2 separate regions of the Macaca mulatta genome follow, and region 2 is linked to region 1. The links are chromatin contacts, called in public Hi-C maps. All regions are on one chromosome and are shown on one strand. Each heading gives the region's core, a stretch centred on a gene start, on an enhancer-like site or on the middle of the called end of the contact. The rest is flanking DNA. Distances are from core to core; before and after follow the strand shown. Region 1 holds the start of USP3 (ubiquitin specific peptidase 3). Region 2 holds the start of LOC144329917.

The links. Hi-C and Micro-C count contacts between places; a contact is called where the count stands out from the background.
Region 2: a Hi-C map of liver shows a contact between it and region 1, with 2.3 times the contacts expected there. The contact joins the promoter of LOC144329917 here to the promoter of USP3 in region 1. A contact is called at or near these places in 2 of 14 Hi-C or Micro-C datasets (cortical neurons and liver).

What each region holds. Positions count from the first base shown.
Region 1 is chr7:40,842,046-40,846,182 of T2T-MMU8v2.0, forward strand. It overlaps USP3 (ubiquitin specific peptidase 3), which reads left to right and starts at 1,980. Exons shown (of 15, transcript NM_001266070.1): 1 at 1,980-2,187. The coding sequence starts at 2,097.
Region 2 is chr7:40,937,490-40,941,755 of T2T-MMU8v2.0, forward strand. LOC144329917 reads right to left here and starts at 1,280. Exons shown (of 5, transcript XR_013395656.1): 1 at 787-1,280. It overlaps LOC706086 (F-box and leucine-rich protein 22), which reads left to right. Exons shown (of 2, transcript XM_001106074.5): 2 at 1,225-2,335. The coding sequence ends at 1,567. It also overlaps the pseudogene LOC106999197.

The DNA.
Region 1 (4,137 bases), core at 730-3,229:
GTCATGCTCCAGGGCTGAACAAGGGGCTATGGATGCTAAGTGGGGGTGGGTGTCCAGAGGAAACAGAAGGTTGGTGGACCAAGGTCTTAAAGACAAATAGGTTGACATGGAGAGATGGGTGGAAAAACTTGAGCCAAGGGCAGATATTATTGTTTCTCCTCCTCCCACTTCCCAGGAAAGGAGTTCTCATCTAGTGTCAGTAAAAACAAATACAAAGTTATAAGTTATTGGCCACCTAGTATGGGGTGGCAATTGTCATGAATTCCCACGTTCCTTGCGAGACAAGTATTCTTCTTCCAGTTTTACAGATCTAGAAAAGGCTTGGAACGGCTAGAGACACTTGCTAAGCCTGGCCGTCAAGTAGGCAGCAGAGCTAAGATTTGAACCCGTGCCGGCCTGCCTTCCTAGGCAGACGCACTTTCCACAATGCCTCACTGCCATAAAAATCCTAGGCCGAGGCTTGCTCTAACAGCAATCAAATACCACTTGGAAAAGGGCAGATCTTTGAGGAATCAGAAATACTTCTCGGGAAAGGATGAGCAGAGGTGCCGCACCCCCGTGGGTGGATACCATTAGGCAGAGGTCTATGCGGAAGAGGCCGACTTGTGGCGTGGGAGGTAGGGAGGAGTGAAAAGTGACTGACGGGGCGTCCCTGGCTGCTCTAGGACTGCACTGCGGGGAGGTGCCCGGCTCTAACCACTGCCCTGCCCGGTTAATCATTTCCTGACCTTCCTTCCTCCTCTCGCCGTGGCCGCAGGATTGCCACATCAGTCTTCCCCCTCCCCCTGCTCGCCTTCTGGCCCCGAGGCTCCTTCGCCGGGTTTTACAAGGAGCCCCAACTTGGAAGCAATATTTGTAATAGCCCCGGACGTCCTCAAGTGCCCCAGTGAGATCGCAGGCTCCATCCAGGGTATGCCAGCCCAAGGGGCCCCTTGAGGCTTGCCCTCTTCCCTAATCACTTACTAAAAAGAGGTCAGAGGGTCAGGGATCCAATCTCCATACAGATTAACAAGTTACAGACTCGGTTTCCCCCGCGGGAAAAAGGGAATGGTAACAGCTGGTTGGCTGTTACGAGGCTTAAATGCGGTATGTGAAGTGCCTGGCTGGGAGACCTTAGGTGTCTAACAAATGCTAGATCCCTTCCCTTCTTATCTTAGCCTGGTAATGGGGAGTTTAGCTTGCCCAGCAATCCCAGGTTACGTTAATCTCACTTGAACTTCCAGGCTTGTAAGTCCTACGACGTGCTGGAGGTAACGCAGATGGTGAGTCACAGTGACAGGGTTTGAACGCGGGTTTGTGGGCGCCCCTGTGGGCCCAGCCACGCAGCATGTAGGTGGCTGGCTAACACCACGTGTTCAGAACCTAGAAAGGGCTACGGATCGCACCTGCCGCAAGGAGCCGAACCCTAAGTCTGGACTGCCCTGGCACCCATGAAACCCGCTGCCCGCCTCCCCCGGGGCCAGGCCCTTGGCCTCCCCAGCTTGTTTCTTCGTGTATAAAATGAGGGCCGTAGTGCCTGTCTGCCCGAGAGGTTTTAATGTTCTTGGAGCTGCCGGATTTTTACCACGAAGCCACGGAGTGGTCCGCACCACGTAGGTTCAGTCTCCTCCGCCCACCGCAGGAAACGCCGCGGACGGCCCGGGGTGCCCTACTCGGCGCCCCACCCTTCCCGGGGCCGGGGAAGCGGCGTGACTAGGGAAGCCACTTCGGAGCACAGCCGGACTCTGCGCCACCAGCTGGAGCGCCCCGGGACCCCACCCCGCAGGGTGGACAGGGGCGGGCCCTGGGGCGGGGCTTGCCCAGGGGCGGGGCGGGGAGGGGCCGGCCTGGGAAGGCGGAAGCCTCCAGTCTAGGGGTGGCTGCAGAACCCGGATCTCGGAGTTACACGTTCTACGGAGCGGGCCGCCGGGAGACGGCGGGCGAGAAAACACGGCGCCCGGAAGCCTGTGCTTTCTTTGACGCAAGGGCTCGAGACGCAGCCGCCGTCGGCCGAGCGCCCGGCTAGGAGCGACCCCAGACGGAGCCTCCGGAGTTCCTCCGCCCCCACCTCGCCGGGTCCTGGAGCAGCGGTCCTCCCAGCCGCCCTCCTCGTGGCCATGGAGTGTCCACACCTGAGCTCCAGCGTCTGCATCGCTCCGGACGCAGCCAAGTTCCCCAACGGCTCCCCGTCGTCCTGGTGCTGCAGCGGTGAGTGCGGCCACGGGCCGGCCCCGCCGCGCACCCGAGGCCCCGGCTCTGCCGGGCCTGCCGTCTAGGGGCCGCAGGCGGCCGGCGCGCAGACCCGGAGAGGGGCGAGGGCGAGCCGGGCCCGGCGGGCTGGGGAGGGTATGCGATGAGGCGGGCGCGGGCGGGAGCGGCGGCGGCTCCTTTGTTTCCCGAGGCCCGACGGCCGGGCCAGCGAAGGAGAGGGCCGCGAGGGGCGGGAGTCCGCGGAGGCCTCGAGCGCGTGGGGGCAGCGGCGGGCGGGGACCCTGGCCCGCTGCGCGCGCCCTTGCCCCGCCCTGCCGTGGCCGGGGGCTGTGCCCGTCCGTGTCGCGGGGTCGCCTGTGGGGCGGGTGTCCGGCCCCCGAGGGGCGGCCGCACGTGTGGCGGGGCTCGCACCGCGCTCCTCCGCGGACAGGACGGGAAGAGCGCCGCTCTCCGGGCGCAGCTTTGTCTGGGCTGCGGGGCGCGCGGGGCCCCTCTCCGCCGCCGACCCCAGCCCGGGTTTCCTTTCCCTTCTCCGCAGGCTCGGGCACCTCGAAACCCCGAGAGGCGCTCGGAGCTCGGGCGGCGGAGGTCGGGGTCTTTCATCTGTCAGGAAGGGTGAAGTTTGAAAACAGGCTGCGGGCTGAGAAGCTCGGAGGCTGAGCCAACAGCTGCTTCGGAGGGGGCGGCTCGAGTTTGTTTTTCAGACCTTTTGGGTTGTCCGAAATTGCGTTGGGATTCCCGAGTTCCTGTGTTGTGAAACAGTTATTAGGTTTATATAAGGCTTTTGAGTACTTAAGCGTTTTAACTCCTCCTGCTGGCCCCCTTGGAAGCCCCAGTGCCCTCTCATTGTCTGCTGTAAGCGACTTCTTAGGATCGCACCGGCCACACGGCTTTGATTACTTCCTGGTAGGGCCCTGGTGCCACCGCTAGTCTTTGTTTATTAGCTTGAGATGATCACTGCTATCTGGGGTTATATTAATAGTGTACAATTCGAACTGTGCACTTCAAAAATCTTAAGTTCATTTGAAGAAATACAGAAAAACGGCAATGGTATGATTTAGCTGTGACATGTTCCATTGTGGGCCGGAGCTGGGAAGATAGTTTAGAGAATGCCTTAGCACTTTTGACAGCTTACTACTTAAATAGTGATTATGTCCTTGGAAAAAACATCGGTAGGTCCACAGAGAAAAATATACTCTGGGATAAGGAATAGAAATAACTGCGGTTTCCTGGCGTGCTCAGACGTCTGATGCTTTGCTTGCCTTATGTAAAGTCAGATTTGTTTTTCTGTATGAAGCCTTTAAAAATTAACGGTTAATTGGTTTCACAGAGCAATATTACAGTTCTTTTGTGAGGATGCAGAAACTTACGTAAATTAGCTTTTACCTGTAAATTTGTCGGAATGTTGAGTATGGAACAACAAATAAGGTGTATGGCACTGCTTTACAAATTGGTTGTGGTGGTACATTAGCTATAACTGTAGCTATTGCTGTGGTGCTATAATTATAACTTTTTTTTTTTTCCCAAAAGAAATTTGAAGAAAAAAAAAAAAGACCAAAGTAAACACTAGGAAAAGCCTACCTCACAGGGAAAGGTGGGATTACTCTTGCTCATCAGTAGTAAACTACAGGAAGACAAAATGGACAATTAGCACACTTCGGCATTTTCTAGGTAAAATCTCATCAAACTTAAAAATGGCTTCACTGAGCACATACATCTAAAAAAAGGAAAAGAACTGTGCAAGTGGCAGATACCCTCTTGTGAGTCAGTCTTGCCTCTATCAGTCAGGGAGTCCACTTGACTGTGAAAAAGAGATGCAGGAAATTGAGCATCTCTTGAGGAACTTAATAAGTTAAAATGGAGCATAACGAGATGTGCTGATAACAAGAATAAACTAGTGTGGGGTGATTTCTCTCCAACGGGTAGAATGGCGTCTTTGCATCTTGC
Region 2 (4,266 bases), core at 30-2,529, 95 kb after region 1:
AGTCACCGGCCAGTCCCTTGAGCTCCCTGGGCCAGTTTCTCCACTTACAAAACTAGGGGTGCAGAGGTTGACGGGGTGACTAACGAAGGCGCATGAACCTGAAGGAGGCCTGGGCTCGGTGTGACACCTGGCTGCGCCCAGCGTATTTTAGTGCCTTACTTCCCACCCCAGGCACAAAGGAGCTGAGCTGGCCCAGCCAGGGGCAGTCACGGAGCTGCAGGGGGTGCTGACGGGGAAAGGGAAACGCTTCCCCAGTCCAGACTCTAGCTCCCTCTGGCTGCGCGGAGCCAAGGCCCCAGCCCATTAGTCGGTCCTTCTGGACTGGGAGCAGGCTGGTCCCGTTTGTTTCCAGGGAAAGCGGGTTATGACTGCCTGTGGAAGGCCCCGTTGCAGGCTCCTCCCAACCCCAGTGGTAGACATTATTCCCCCATGCAGAGCAAACGAAGGCTCTCTGAGTGACTGACACGGCGATAAGCCAAGTCTAACTTGGCTCAAGATCTTTTTTTTGTTGGGAGGGGCTGGTGAGGCTGCAGCAGAGAGTTCCCCCAAGCTTTCTGGGCAAGCCACCTGGGTGGATGTCCCTGATTGTACCTGCTCAGGGCCTGCGTCTAGCTGCCTCCAATCCCTGCCCTTTTCCAGGCTGGTGGCCCAGGGGATGCAGAAACAGCTCTAGTCAACTAAGCTGAACCCGGACTCAATGCTGACGCGTGCCCCCACCGCCTCGAGGGTTGGGATGGGCCTGTCACTAAGCCACCTCCAAGGAAACAAATCCCTCTTCCCACTCACGTCCCGCCGGGACATTCAGGGGCCTCAGGCTTGAAGCTAGACTGGAGCAGTCAGTCGCCACGCACCGCTCCCCTGCGAGGCAGCACATCCAGAGTGAAACAAAGAGACAAGGGCTGTGGCTCCCAGAACCGGCATTCCCTCTGTCCACAGCCGCCCCAGAACTCTGCTGGGCCGGGGTCAGGGCTTCCCACTAGGGCTCCCGAGGCTACGAGCCAAGAACCCACGCAAATGAAGGTACGGTGGGGTGCAGGGGCAGAAAGAACAGGGAAAATGGGTCGGCCAGAAAGTCGACGTGGAACCCTGCCGTGTCATCGCAGCCAAGTGTCTTCACCTCGCAGGGCCCGAGTCCTCCTCGGTAAATGAGTCCACCCAGTCCCCGGGGCGGTTGGGTGGCTTTAACAAGCCAGTGAGCCCCGGGTCACCGCACTCTCCTCACAGGTGCCCCAACCTGGCGTCTGTCACGCTGTCGGGCTGCGGCCACGTCACCGACGACTGCCTGGCCCGCCTGCTGCGCTGCTGCCCACGCCTGCGCGCACTGCGCCTGGAGAACTGCGCGCGCGTCACCAACCGCACGCTGGCGGCCGTGGCGGCGGACGGGCGCGCGCTGCAGACACTGCACGTGGACTTCTGCCGCAACGTGAGCGCGGCCGGCCTGCGCCACCTGCGCGCCGCGTGCCCGCGCCTAGCCCTGCGGGCAGAGCACAGCGCCGCCATGCTGCCCGACCAGCCCCCGCGCCCGCGCGCGCCTGCCGCGGCCCTCGGCAAGCTTCTGCCGCGCTAGACGCCGCCCCGCTGCGGCCCCCGGGGAAGGAGCGCAGCCTCAGACCGTCCTGGCTGCGAACCCAGCTCTTCCACCTTGCAGACCACCACCGCATCTTCTGAGCCTCATTTTCCCTGTCTGCACAGTGGGAATAAGAAAGCCTACCTCACGTTAAGATTTTATACATAGGATAAACCCAAGATTAAATGGATGTTTGGAAAACACTCGGCTGGTTCTCACTCAACACCACCTCCTTTCCCCTCTTGCTTACGCCCCAAGCTTTCTGCTGTGCGCTCCCCACGGCGGCGGGAGGCGCCTGCACCTTTCTCGGGGACTCCGATCGCCGTTGAATCGAAATCACCTCGGTGGGGAGGACCTGACCACTCGGAGTTCGCGGGCTTGCGCGCAGGGGTGACTGGGGCCAGGGCTGCCGCGCGCAGGGGTCTGGAGAGCCTCCGGGCGGAGCGACCCCGCGAGACTCGGTCGGCTCCCGGAGTGCCCTGGGGACGGCCGTCTCCAGGGCCCCCGGTAGTGATCTCGGTAAAGCAGGAGGAGGGGAAGCAGGGGCAGAAAGAGCCACCGAGCCGCTCCTCTTTGAGGTTTTGCCCGCACGCGCGGCTGCCTGCCCACCTTTCTTGGGGCGGATGCGCTCCCGGAGTGACCGCTCTCGGGATTGTAGAAAATTCGCTCCCAATTGTTGAATGCTTACATAAACTGCATAGTTATCCATATTTTCTACTGTTCTCATATCATAAGAGAAAAATAAATGATTTGGAAGAAAAAAAAAAAGCCTCAAACACTTAAAAGCAAAATCAGCAGCCCTGGCTAAGCTTTTGATAATGGGACTATTATAAGCTGATGACAAGCTAGATTTTTCACCTGTTGGATTTGCTGGACGTGAACACAAGCCTGGGCTTCCAATTTCAATTTCAGGGCTGTAGTCACTGATGCGTCACATTTAGTGAAGGCTCTCGGCCTCCCCGCAGCCGCCTGGTCCTGGGTCACTGGGGAGGATTCTGGGTGGGTGGAAGAGGCGAGGAGCACTATGGGCGCTGCTCACACTCCGGCTCCACCCAGCACCAGCTGCGATAAAGCCCTTCACCCATCCAAGGCCAGGTGTTTCTTTGTGTGAAAGAGGAGCTTGATCCCTACTCACAGGTTCCTGAATTCATTGCTTAAATAGGGAAACAGCAAGGAAAAAGACAACTTCTGTTCTCATGAAGCTTACCTTCTAGTGGGGGAAGAGACAACAGGTAACTGGTATATACGAAGGTAGAAAGGGCCGGATGCGGTTGCTCAACGCCTGTAATCCCAGCACTTTGGAAGGCCGAGACGGTGGATCACGAAGTCAGGAGATTGAGACCATCCTGGCTAACACGGTGAAACCCCGTCTCTACTAAAAAATTACAAAAAATTAGCCGGGCGCGGTGGCGGGCGCCTGTAGTCCCAGCTACTCGGGAGGCTGAGGCAGGAGAATGGAGTGAACCCGGGAGGCAGAGCTTGCAGTGAGCCGAGATCGCGCCACTGCACTCCAGCCTGGGCGACACAGTGAGACTCCCTCTCAAAAAAAAAGAAAAAAAAAAAAAAGGTAGAAAGTATTTGGAAAAAAGTGCAGGCTGTAACAAGGGCTATTAGGGATTGCTGGCAAGAGATTGGGGGGTGGAGTGAAGCCTCTGAGAAAGGATTGACCAATGTAAGCCTCACTGAGAAGATGACATTTGAAGGTATGAAGTGAGCCAGGGGGCCAAGACACTCCTAGCAGAGGAACAGTCAGTGCAGAGGCCGCGGACTACAGGCACGGCTCATGTGTTAGGGGAACAGCAAGGAGGTCAGGGTGGCTGGTGCAGAGTGAACGAGCAGGGAAGCTGAGTAGCAGATATCAGAGAAGCAATGTAGCCCGCAGCTTAACTTCATGCATTTTAAACCTTTTTTTCCCCATTCTCTTGGGTTTCAAAATGTAACCTTGAGGCAACTCAAAAGCCTTTCTCCTTAGCCTTAAAATCGACTCCACATCCCTCCCCTTTCTCACCGGATATGCTCCCTTTTCATTTATCTAACTGTATGCTACTATTTAATTGTGTGATGTCTTAGAAGTTTCAGGGGCTAGTCTTGAGACAGACCAAGTCTGGAGACCCAGCTGCAAACCTCCAAAAATTACTTCAAAATGGCTAATTAACAACCTGGCCATTGTTAAAATAATGTCAATCCGAAGTCCAGGTGGACTGAAACCCAAGCTAGCCACCAGGACAAAACACACACACATCATACTCAGCCCAGTTCTTGCATGCCTTCCTTATCAAGTCTTCCCTTTTAAAACCCCCAAAAATTTGCTTTTTGTTATCAGACTTTGCTCTTGTTAATTCAAACATCTGCACCTGCTTTGTTTGGTTATGGTAAGGGATGGGGGTAGCAGTGGATGGACAGATTAATGTGAGGATGAAACAAGAGATGAACGTTCCCCCTCAGCCCAATGTACCCCCAGAAGGAACCAGGGCCCCATGTACAGATGAGAGTCAGGTGAAGTCCCAGAGGCCCTGGATTTTGTTCCAGGCAGAACATGTGGACAGGCAAGCAGCACCCTGTCCCACCCCAGCCTCTCTGGGGACTGCCAAAGGGCTCCTGGCTGGGGCAGTGCTTACTCCAGAAACAGGGTAGCCACAGTAAGCCCTGGCCCAGCATAATCCCTTCTAATCCCTATGTCAGGAGAGCCAGCTCTGTCA